Regions from separate parts of the Sus scrofa genome. Here regions 1, 2 and 3 are each linked to region 4. The links are chromatin contacts, called in public Hi-C, HiChIP or PLAC-seq and promoter capture Hi-C maps. All regions are on one chromosome and are shown on one strand. The core of a region is the stretch at or near the end of the contact, and the rest is flanking DNA. Distances in the headings are between cores, read along the strand shown. Region 1 holds the start of CDK15 (cyclin-dependent kinase 15). Region 2 holds the start of NBEAL1 (neurobeachin-like protein 1). Region 3 holds the start of CYP20A1 (cytochrome P450, family 20, subfamily A, polypeptide 1). Region 4 holds the start of BMPR2 (bone morphogenetic protein receptor type 2).

The links. Promoter capture Hi-C pulls out the DNA fragments that hold promoters and counts their contacts. A called contact is a pair of places that touch in the nucleus more often than the background predicts. HiChIP or PLAC-seq counts read pairs in DNA pulled down with a chosen protein or histone mark.
Region 1: a contact with region 4 is called in a Hi-C map of skeletal muscle, with 2.8 times the contacts expected there. The contact joins the promoter of CDK15 here to the promoter of BMPR2 in region 4. A contact is called at or near these places in 3 of 47 Hi-C or Micro-C datasets (embryonic fibroblasts, heart right ventricle and skeletal muscle).
Region 2: an H3K27ac HiChIP or PLAC-seq map of alveolar macrophages shows a contact between it and region 4. The contact joins the promoter of NBEAL1 here to the promoter of BMPR2 in region 4. A contact is called at or near these places in 1 of 5 promoter capture datasets (liver) and 2 of 2 datasets of contacts at active chromatin or transcription factors (alveolar macrophages and skeletal muscle).
Region 3: a contact with region 4 is called in a promoter capture Hi-C map of liver, with 5 times the contacts expected there. The contact joins the promoter of CYP20A1 here to the promoter of BMPR2 in region 4. A contact is called at or near these places in 2 of 5 promoter capture datasets (fetal liver and liver) and 1 of 47 Hi-C or Micro-C datasets (heart right ventricle).

The regions. Positions count from the first base shown.
Region 1 is chr15:105,399,795-105,402,494 of Sscrofa11.1, reverse strand. CDK15 (cyclin-dependent kinase 15) reads right to left here and starts at 1,325. Exons shown (of 14, transcript XM_021076193.1): 1 at 1,033-1,325. It overlaps ALS2 (alsin), which reads left to right and starts at 1,343. Exons shown (of 34, transcript XM_021076185.1): 1 at 1,343-1,447.
Region 2 is chr15:106,514,858-106,517,634 of Sscrofa11.1, reverse strand. NBEAL1 (neurobeachin-like protein 1) reads right to left here and starts at 1,353. Exons shown (of 55, transcript XM_021075109.1): 1 at 1,198-1,353; 2 at 48-331. The coding sequence starts at 98.
Region 3 is chr15:106,695,323-106,698,022 of Sscrofa11.1, reverse strand. CYP20A1 (cytochrome P450, family 20, subfamily A, polypeptide 1) reads right to left here and starts at 1,301. Exons shown (of 13, transcript NM_001315809.1): 1 at 1,110-1,301. The coding sequence starts at 1,181.
Region 4 is chr15:105,970,141-105,972,888 of Sscrofa11.1, reverse strand. It overlaps BMPR2 (bone morphogenetic protein receptor type 2), which reads right to left and starts at 1,312. Exons shown (of 13, transcript NM_001204900.1): 1 at 1,221-1,312. The coding sequence starts at 1,296.

The DNA.
Region 1 (2,700 bases), core at 76-2,575, 570 kb after region 4:
TGCTGGAACTGGCTTACATCTTTAGAGGAAGAGTAACAAGAGACAGTGAGATTGAAAACACACAAAAAGGGATAAGTAATGGAGCATGCCTCTAAGGGGATTGGATGGGATTCATCTTGAGAGACAGAGCACTTACAAGGAGAAAGAGGGAGAAGGAAAGGAAGGCTGGGGTTGCAGGTAGGGTTTGTAACAGTGGCTGGTGGGAGTTAAGGAAATTCATTCCTAGTGGCCTCATTTTCCTCAGAAATGTAGGAGGCAATGTATTTTTATTTCTAAAAATTTTACCAAAGAGGGTGGGTGGGTAGAGTTGGGTAAAAAGTTAGGAGTGTGTGGGTTGGGAATAGCAGGGAATGGGGATAGAAGAAATTCTGAGTAGCAATCTGTTAAGGACAGTTTGGGGCTTAGCAAGACTGCCTGACCACGTTATTTCCAGCACTGGTGCAAGAGTGAACAAGGTTAGCTGAATCGTTGCAGGACAACTGTTTTGCAGGTGATGGAGGGCCAAGGAGGCAACTGAGTTGAGGATGTTGGTGAACCTACTAAACCATGTATGCAGTATGCACAGGAGCTTCAGACCCTGACTGCACATCTGTCACTGATGGTCTGAACACGGGTTTGCAGGCCCAGAGATGGCACACTGCCTAGCAGTAGAGTTTACACCCACTATGGGCCAAGAGTGGCGGCTTCGGAAAATCTTCATGAGGGGACTTCGGGGGTGAGAGTTGAGTCGGGGTAGGGCTATGGCTCCAACAAGCAGACGTCGTGAAACTGTGCTGGGCAAACTGGCTTTACTCGGATTATATATGGAAGAGTCCAGTGGGGATCATAGGAGAAGCTATCTCATACCCTCCTACCACACTCCATCATCTGGGGTCGCAACTAAGTAGCAAAATCAGTGTGGATACTAGCGCTAACGGCGCCGCGTGGCGATGACGTCATTCCCGGGGGAGGAAGTGACTACTTTAGGGTACAGTCCATAGAAGAAGTCTGAAGACATTTTAGCCTTTTCACTGTCAAGAGTAGCGAACTTACCGTTCGGACTCCTGCAGTTTGAGGTGGCAGCAAAATATCTGCAGCTCCCAACCTCTCTCTTCACCATCTGTTACCATGGAAGCGATCGGATAATTAGGTCCCGGCGACGCCATGTTACGTCATTGCTCAAGTGCATCCCAGGCATATATACTCTGCCTGGTCCTAAAGAAAAGGCAGCACTCCTGGGAACGTTGCCCACAGTGCCTAACGCCTCTTGAGTAATTTTGATCCCTACAAGACGCCGTTGCCATCTAACCCCACCCAACTTCGGGGGTGATCCCCCTCCCGTTCTCCACTCCGCAGCCCCGCCCCTGCCCGGAGGCCCCGCCCCCCGTGAATCAGCTGATCTCACGCACCCGCCGGGCTGCCAGGCTCGCGCCGGATGCAGACAGTGGTGCTGCCGGTGGAGCGTCAGGTGAGCGAGCGCGGGTCCCGGGTTGGCCCGTGGTTTCCGATGGCTGACCGGCCGGGGCCTCCAGTGTGCGAGAGGCCGGGTCTGGGAGGAAGGCGGAGGCGCAGGCCGAGGCCCGGGAGGGCGCTGCGGCGACCCACGGAGACGACGCCGGCGTTCTCTCAAGCCGGCGTCTGACCCACTGCGTCTGCCTGTCTGTGAGCACCCGACGGCCCCAGGTTCTCTCACTCGCTCCGGTTCCTCCCTCCCAGGACCGGGCGCCACTTCAGAGATCTCAGCCTGGTGAAATACCTTCACGCCCCCCTTCCCGCCTCCACCCACGCTGCTTTCCACCCATTCATTCAGGAAGATGTATTGAATGCCCACTCTAGGCACCGAGCAGATAAACCGAGGTCCTTGGCCGCGAACCTTGGTGAGAGTCTCAGATGGGTTTGCCCTTGGGTGCAGATCGTGGTGGAGAGTGGATCCAGGGTTTCCATGCTTTGAAAGGGCTGTTGAGGAAAAAGAAAATGAGTTTGATGTTAAGAATTAGTAGTTCAGCAAAGTCTTTTGACGTGTCAGGTGATCCAGCAGAGGGTGGTAAGTTCTTTTGAGAAGTGAAGGTAGGAAAATAATATAGGGGCTATCGTGAGGAACTGGTCCTGAGGCTGGCATAGGTCCTCTGGGTAATAGGGCTATTTTGGAAGCAGACAACTGTAGGTTGGCAGAAGTGGTGGTGTACTGCTTAGAGCTTTGTTGATGGGGGAAAAGGAAAAACACCCAGGCTGAAGTGGCCTATTCAAGTAGAATATTCTCATTCTGGTTGAGAATGGAAAAGGAAGTAACTGTTGAACAAAATGCAGAGCATTAGTCTAGTGCCTTTTGGATTTGTTGGTGGTTGTAAATATTTTTTAAAAGGCTTTGAAGAATAAAATTGTGTGATGTGTGTTTATTCTGAACAGGTACAGAAATTCAGCAAACCTGTTGGTCCAGTATTTTTTCGGTTTATCACAAATATAAATAATTTGAAGTGACCACTTGACCTTTGAGTTAATGAATACTCAAAGAATTTTAAAAAGTGAATTTGCTTTTGCAGTAAATTGCAGTATTTTAATCTTAATAATAGAGGCATGGTGGCGAAGATCCTAGGCTTTGGACCTGCAATCAAATACATTTACATCTTTGAATTTGGGCAAGTTTGCTTATCTACCTCAGTTTCCTTATCTCTAAATTGAGGATAAAAGTGCCTTCCATATAATAATACCTTTACGTGTTAT
Region 2 (2,777 bases), core at 104-2,603, 540 kb before region 4:
TATAACAAAGTATTTTAAAACTTAGAAATAGAAAGAAAAGTAGTTACCTTCGCACAATAAAGCATCCAAAGTTCGAAGAGTCTCTCTCTGGATGCCATTCTGGCTTTCACTCTGGCACTTTAATTTTTCCTCAAAAAAAAAAATTGTGTTCAAGACCACAGTATGTTCATTTTATTTTCCAAGTTTTTCAGCTGTTACAATAAAACTCAAAGCAGTAGGGAAAACAAAAAGAAGTGAAACAAAGGACGGTCTGCTTTCTGGTTAATAAGATTCAGTTTCAGCAGTTATTCCAACATATATTCATCAGTGGTCTTTGGGCAATTACATAAATCTGTAAAAGAGAAAAAGATGCAAGATTCCCTTTAACAAGAGGCCATATTAACAATTATGGGTTTATAAAAACTAGAGATTTATTTTCTTCACTGCCCACAAACAACTGGCTAAGCTTTCACAACTGATCGGATTTCACAGAAATTGGTATTTCAGAAAAACATCACAGCTAATACAATATTTCACATCAACAGAAAATCAGAATCCTCTTGGGCAGAACTCAAAGATGAGTATTTTTCATAACAAAAAATGTGTCCAATGATAGTAAGCAGCAAAAACGCCGTTCCCACTCATACATTTTCTATAAACATAAGAAAAAGCACACATACTGACATATTTCAAAGACAGAATCCCTTGGAATTCTCTAGGCTGCTTCTTAAAACTTCTTGGGAATGTTTGTCGCTGTGTTGCAGGGCAGGGCGTGGGGAGGAGGGGGAAGAATTTCTGGTTTGTTTGTTGCAACAATCCTCAGGGAGTGAAAGTCGACCTTTCCACCTGGCCTCGCTACCTCTCCATCCAGTTAAGGAGCGCACAAGGAAAACACCGGCGCGGCAAGGAAAACACCTCGGGAAAACCTCCGAGTGTTTTGGGGACCTTTAAATTTCCTCCTCGCATCCCGGGCAACCGAGAAAGGGAGGCAAACTTAATGCGAGCCGAGCCGCCAAGAGAAGCTTTGGCAAAGGGGCAACGCGAGCTTGGCGTTCCGCGACCCACTACCCACGCCCTCTCGACCGCATCCGGGTCGACCTCGCCCCCTCACGGCCGCCCCCCTCTCTACCGCGCCCTCACCCCCAAACACCCTGGGCCCTCCCATTTCTGCCACGCGGCCCCCTCTTCCCTACGACCCGCTCGCCTCACCACGCTCACATTGGGGGGTCGTGTTGCCGCCGCCGCCAGGCCGTCTAATCTGCTTCCCTGCCCCCCCCTTCCCCAGCGAAGCCCCGTGTCACCCCGCAGCTAAGCAGGCGGGCAGGAGAGGGAGGCGGGGCGGCGACCGCACGGGGCGGGGCGGGAGGCTGGGAGGGGGCCAGAGGAGGGGCTTTCCTCTCGGCTAATCATTCTGGCCTCTAAGGATTTACCCGCCCCAGGGCACTAGCTGTTCATTGGTTGCGAAGGCTGGGAAGGGGCGGGATGACCTGAAGCCTCGCCCCAGCATACCTGCGCAGTCGCAGTCGACCCGGCTTCTGAAGACCCGGCGGCCGGTTCCCGGTGGGGCGCTCCTGTCGGCCCCGAGCTGAACGAGACTAAGGACCGACGACGTGCTTACGTCCACCCGTTGCTGCTGCCGGGGATGGGCAGACAGAGCGTTCGGCTCGTGGCGTCATTTCCGGGAATCATTGGAGGGCAGGGAACCCTACGGTGATAACTAAAGAGGATTTCATTTTGATTTCTTTTTGTAAAAAGGGGATTGGTCCTGAGAGTGTACGCTAATGTAAGAACAGACAATTGCTCCCACACGCACCCCAAAATCCTTTATCGTGTTTGTGTCTCATACTTCCGCTGTCGCTGAGTGTCAAGCACAACGGGCTTGTTTCATCACTACTAAAGAATTAAAAGGGCTTTGCTCTTAAAAAAAAAAAAAAAAAAAAAAGATACGAAAGGAAAACAACTGCATTTACTAGCTATAGACCACTTTAGGGGGAAAGGTGCTTAAGGAGTTGGGGAAAGACGCATGAGATTAGTACACCTAAACATTTTTAAAAAACTTTTATTGTGAAAAATGTCAAACAGTATACAAAAGTAAACTAGTATAATGAAATCCCGTATACCATCACTAGTGTCCCATCTTCCTTCCATCAATATCAGTAGCTGGCAAAGTGTACAGAGAAAAAATATTTTAGGTTTTGCAGACCATCCTACTTGAAAACTTAACAAAAATCAAAATAATATGTCATGATATGTGAAAATTAGATGAAATTCAAATTCCATTGTTTTTAAAGTTTGTTGGAAAACAGCCATACTCATTCCTTTACAATTGCTCCCTAAGGTAGCAGAGTTTTGAATAATTTGGGGTAGTTGTTAGCAAACTGTGCCTTTTCAAAATCTCTTGGTTCTCCAGCAGACCTGTGAAATGACATGTGAAAATTTTGGAAGTGGCAGGAGGAGAAGAAATTACCCTTGTTGCCATATTCCCCGTTTTAGTAATTAGCTGCTTCATTCTCCTAGAACCTAACAAGTATCCTCGCTGTCTTTTTTATATATGTCACATTCAGACTAAGCCTTTCAGCTGTATCTTCAAAACACATCTAACTATTTTTCTACACCACTACCACCAGGATGTGAGTTACTACTAAATCTTTTATGGATTATTGTAGTAGCCTCCCCATTTGTCTCTCTGCCTCTGCCTGTACACTCACCCCACTCATGGATTAGTCTCAACATAGCAACAAGAATGACCTTTCAGCATAGAAATAAGATGTTACATCCTTTGCACAAAACTTTGCAGT
Region 3 (2,700 bases), core at 52-2,551, 730 kb before region 4:
CCCCTAAAGATCTGCACTTGCTCTCTTTGCCTGAAATGGCTTCTCAGATACCTGAGTGGCCTGATCCTTCATCTCCTTCAGGTCTCTGCTCAAATTTCTCCTTATCTCTTGACCATCTAAAATTACAATGGCACCTACTTCCAAATTTATTTAGCTCCCTAATACTTAACACTAACAAACTCTATGTTATTTGCTTATATTGTCTGTTTTCCCTTTCTAGAATAGGGTCAAATAGTGTCACTAGAAGAGTGTCAAAAATTCAAGATCTGGAGTTAACTGAATTTTTAACTTTTCAGAAAAAAAAAAAAGATACACTGAAAGTTTCAGATTGTCTAGTTGCAATACTCCAAACTAATCCATTTACCACCTCTGAAAATAATGTGAGGTGTTCTGTCATTGTCAGTGATATATTTGGCTCTGTCCTGCTGCTTTACAACTTCTCCTACAATCACCACCTTGCATTGTAGATGATTTTGTTTTCAGAACCATCTTCCGAGGTTGACAAGAAGGCTAGGAGACCAAGAGATAAAAAACAGATTCAGAGTCAAGTGAAGCTCACAGTTAACTCCCTGCTCAGAGCTATTTCCAGGACCCCCGTAGCCTGTGAGGCCTTGCAAGGAGAAAGACCCGATCTGCACCCTAAAGGAATTTGGATTCCAGGAATGACAAACAGAAAGACACAAGGAAAGAAATACTTGGGGAATCCTCCGGAAAGGAGAAAGGAGTGAAGCAGCCTGGTTTCCTCCCAGGCTCACTAGAAAATGGAATTGGGGTTGGCAGAGTTACCGACCGAAAGCCAGCAGGGCACTTCAGACCTGCCCCCCAAGAATGACGCGGCGATGCTGGGCGCAGAGATCTGAGCCGCCCGCACGCCTGTTTCTGCCTCTGAGGGTGGTCGTACCGCTCGCGCGGGTTGATCCTCAACGCGGGCAGCGCGCGCCTGCGAAGCATCACGTGCTTCGGAAACGGGGCCCGCGCGGGGCCGGTGGTGGACGGAGCGGGAGCGGGAGCGGGAGCGGAAGCCCTCCCTCGGGCCCGCCCCTTGCGGCCCGCTGCGGGCTGAGCGACGTGGATGTGGGAAAGGCAGTGAGGGCCGAGACGGCCGTTACCGGGTAGAGGTAGAGCACCGCTCCCACCAACGCCAGCAGGAAGGTAACCGCGAAGATCGCGAAGTCCAACATGGTTCCTCCGCCCGGGAGCCACGTCTCGGTTTCCCGGCCCGAACAGCAGCGCCTCAGCCTGGCCAGACCCGAGGAATGGGAGGAGGGCCCGCCGGACGTGCGAACGCCAGGGCCGCTGAGGGCGTGGCCCGCAGGGCCTGGCGAGGAGGCCACTGGGCGCCCGGGAGCGGCCCGGGGGCCGGAGCCACGCCCAGGGGCGGAGTTCCAGTGGGCACGACTCCAGGACACGCCCACGACCTCGGGAAGGGGTTGCTTGGGGAAGGGGAACCTCCGCTTCTAGAAAACGTTAGGACTTCTCGTCACCCTTCCACGACCAGCACTTTAAGGTTTAAGAATTTAAGGTTGATTAAAACCACTAAACCCGTCGTTCTCATACTGGGGTCCCTGGACCACCAGTGGCAGCATCACTGGGGAACTTGTAAAAATGCAGATTCTCCATCCCATCACAGACCTAGAGAATCGGACACTGCGGGAGGGAGAGGGGTACAGCAATCTGTGGTTTAATACCGCTATTAAACGCATTGAGAACCACTGACCTAAGCCAAACTGATGGAAACGTCTTAGAGTCAAACACGATTAAGTTAGATATTTTATATTTTATGAAAAGTATTTAGCACAGCTCCTATGTTTACAGAATTGCCAGTTAGATAAACTGTGTAAGACGGTTAAATAGAAAAAAGACATTCAGAGACATTTTCTTCCATGTTATTTGAATGTGTTTTTTCTGGTGGGCGTGTCAAAAAGTTTCACTGTTTTTTTAGATCAAAAAACAAATGACGGGAGTTCCCGTCGTGGCTCAATGGTTAACGAATCCGACTAGGAACCATGAGGTTGCAGGTTCGATCCCTGGCCTTGCTCAGTGGGTTAAGGATCTGGCATTGCCATGAGCTGTGGTGTAGGCTGCAGACTCGGCTCGGATCCCCGCGTTGCTGTGGCTCTGGCGTAGGCTGGCAGCTACAGCTCCGATTAGACCCCTAGCCTGGGAACCTCCATATGTCGCGGGTATGGCCCAAGAAATGGCAAAAAGACAAAAAAAAAAAAAAAAAATGACGAATAGTGCAATATCTTTTGCAAACAACAGCAAAAATCCTAGGCTATTTTCTAGAGCATAAAAATATCCTAGGATCCCTCTTCTGTCTCAAGGGACTCCAAGTTTTGACATGGATAACATAACTCAAGGCCTGCTACTTACTGGTGTCCACTTAGTGGAAATGTCCTAAAAGTATTAATAGATTTTATAGATTTAATTTAGATTATAGATTTTATAGATTTAAAGTCACACGGAGGCAGCAGTTCAGCAAGAGAAATCATTACAGATTTCATTTTGCAGTTTTGTGTGTGTTTGTGTGTGTCATTTTTTACTGCTCCCCTGGCACATAGAAGTTTCTGGACCATGGATGGAATCATTGCCACAGCAGTGACAATGCCAGATCCTTAACCCACTAAGTCACCAGGGAACTCCTGAAGGTTGCATTTTAGAACTTCTATGGTAAATGACTTATTACATAAACATGGAACA
Region 4 (2,748 bases), core at 63-2,562:
TATAACAAACATAATAGCCACTAATCAACAATATTAAAAACACAAAAGGAGTGTTCAATTTATCTTTCAGTGTTTTCCCAATGCAGACTTTTTAAATGGAAATAAGCAAGCAATCTCCACATCTAACATAGCAGTGAGAAATTAATGTGAAAATTACACTTAAGAAAAAGTAATTGGAAAGGTGTTATGTTGTCCCTCATCCATTTTTTTCTTCATTCATTTTAAAATATATAATCTATTTGGCCATACTAAACCAAATTTAAAAATTATATGTATCACTCCCCAAAATTTCTGAAAGCAAATCACCAAAAGACTGCTTGAAAAATTAACTGCAAACGTAACATGAGATTTGCACTAAGGCGTTTGAGAATTAAAGACAAAATATCCTAAGGAAAGGATGACTACCATTTCCCTTTAAGCTTCAGCAAAATGTCAAAAGAACTTTCTTTCAGGACTCAGATCTCCTAGAAGTCTGACGTGAGGTCAATGACAGGAAAACCAACAGATGCCAGATGACTAAAAGAAAAGTTACTGAAAATACTTCTAAACCCAACAGTAATTCTAAAAGCAGATAAAATACAAGAGTCCAAGATTGAAAAGATGAAAACATAATTACTTATACCCTTCAAAATAAAATAATACCAATGATAATAACAACTAACAGTACTGTACAATGTATTAAGAATTTCACAGTTCTGGGTTCCTCAACATTTATTCAATTTATTCGGGAACGTTTTGGAATAATGAAAGTAACATGGATTCCCAGAGAGCGATCTAAATCTAAAAATAAGGTTCAAGTGTATGCTCCATAGTTTAATGTTTTTACTGTAAGCCAAATCCTCTTCTTTATATTAAAAAAAAAAAAACCCTACAGTTCTGTTTCCAAAGATCTCATAATAGACACTGTCCACTGGTGATTAAAATATTATTTTTAATCCTGGCATTACCTCACAGCTAAAAATGTCAAGATACCACACCCAATGTGTCTTTTTTCCCCCCCGCGGGTGGGAGGTGTGGGGGTGGGGAATACGAGGAGTGGGGATTCGAAACTACACGACAACATGGAAGGGTAGTTCCCTGGAAGGACTGGAAAGGCGCGCAGGTACCAGGCGATCGGGGGAAGCGTGGCGAAGGGCCGGTGCAGGCCTCGGCCTCTGCAGGCTCCCTCCCTCGCCACCCGCAGGGGAAGTGGCCGGGTCGTGCCACCCGGGGCTACTCACCGGCCGCAGCGCTGACCAGCAGGACGGTCCACAGCAGCGAGGGCACCCGCCGGGGCCACCGCAGCGACGAAGTCATCCCTGGGCCAGTCGAGAAGCAGAAGAGCAGAGAAAATAAATATGGAAAGTGAACACGGGCGGAGAAAGACGGCCGAGAAGCTAGTCCTCGCTCTCGTCGGACTTATCCAGCCCGAAAAACAATGCAGTTTGAAAGGACAAATGGCAGATGAGAGGACCGAGCTGCAGAGCTTTCATTCCGCAGCAGAAATTCCCTTCATTTCTCTCCCTCGCGGCTCGGGGAGTTCGCTCGCCTAGGAGGGGGTGCCTCGGCCCCCCAAACTGAAGGCATGTCCGTGGGGAGAAGCAGGGAGACAAGAAGAAAGCCCCGCAGTTATTTCCCTCGTAGTTTCACGATATCAAAAAAATATCCAGGTCTGGGAGAAAACATATCCAGAGTGGCGAGGGGTGGGGAGCCGGGATTCGATGGGGACGCCAAGGATCAGAACAAGTTCCCGACTGCCGGGAAGGGCAAAGCCGGGCGGGCGGCGGCGCCCGATAGCCGGAGGCGCATCGCCCGTGGCTCCGGGAGGGCAAGATTCCTTTTAAGTTTCGCTTCGGTGCTTCCTTTACTCCGATTTCGAGCACAGCAAATCCTCTTCCTCGACTGGATCGAAAAAGGTGCCTGCCTCCATGGACAAACCCACCGCCTTCACGTCTTCGCGGAACAATCCTGCGAGGGTCTGGCAGGTCCCAGCCGGAGGGCTGAGGGGCGGTGGGAAGCGGGGGAGGGGAGGGGTCTGCAGGCCGGGCCCCGAGCTCCCCAAGACAGCGGGCGGAGGGGAGGTGCGGGGAGGCTGCCCTTTCTAGCCCTCTCCGGTGTACTTCTTCCTCTCTTTTTTACTGCTGCCGCTCCATCTTGCCTGGGGTAAATTCTGCCGTGAAAGCCTCGTCTTCTATGGCTCCCGTGAGCGAATCACAACCCTCCGGAGGAAGCCGCCGCCGCCGCCGCCGCCGCCGCCTCGTTTTCCCGCAGCTCTAGGCTCCGGGCGGAGCTCAGGCGTCGCGGGCCGAGGGCGGGGGGCGGCGGGAGGGCGGATGTAGGTGGCTGGAAAGGGGGGTGGGCAGCAAGGCGGCGAGACACCCCGCGCCCCTCCGGGAAGCACTTCCAGTGGCTCCGAGCAGACCAGACACAAAGGGGGGAGTCGCCGCAGCTGCCAGTCTGCGGCGCTCCCGGTCACCGGAGTCGCCCCGCCTCCGCCTCCTCCGCCTCCGCCTCCTCCTCAGTCTCCGGCTCTTCCCGGCCCTGTCTGTCTCGGGCCTGTGGTGCAGCGCGGGCGGCGGCGGCAGCAGCGGCGGCGGCTGCGGCGGCGGCGAGACGAGGCCCGCACTGCGCCTGCGCGCCCGCGACCCCGCCCGGCCCCGCCCCTCGCTCCCGGGCTAGCAGAGGCGGACTCCGAGGCCCTAATGCTGCGTGTCTCCCCCGAGCCACCGAGGGCAGGGCGGGGCCGGCGTCCCACAATGGGCAACGGTG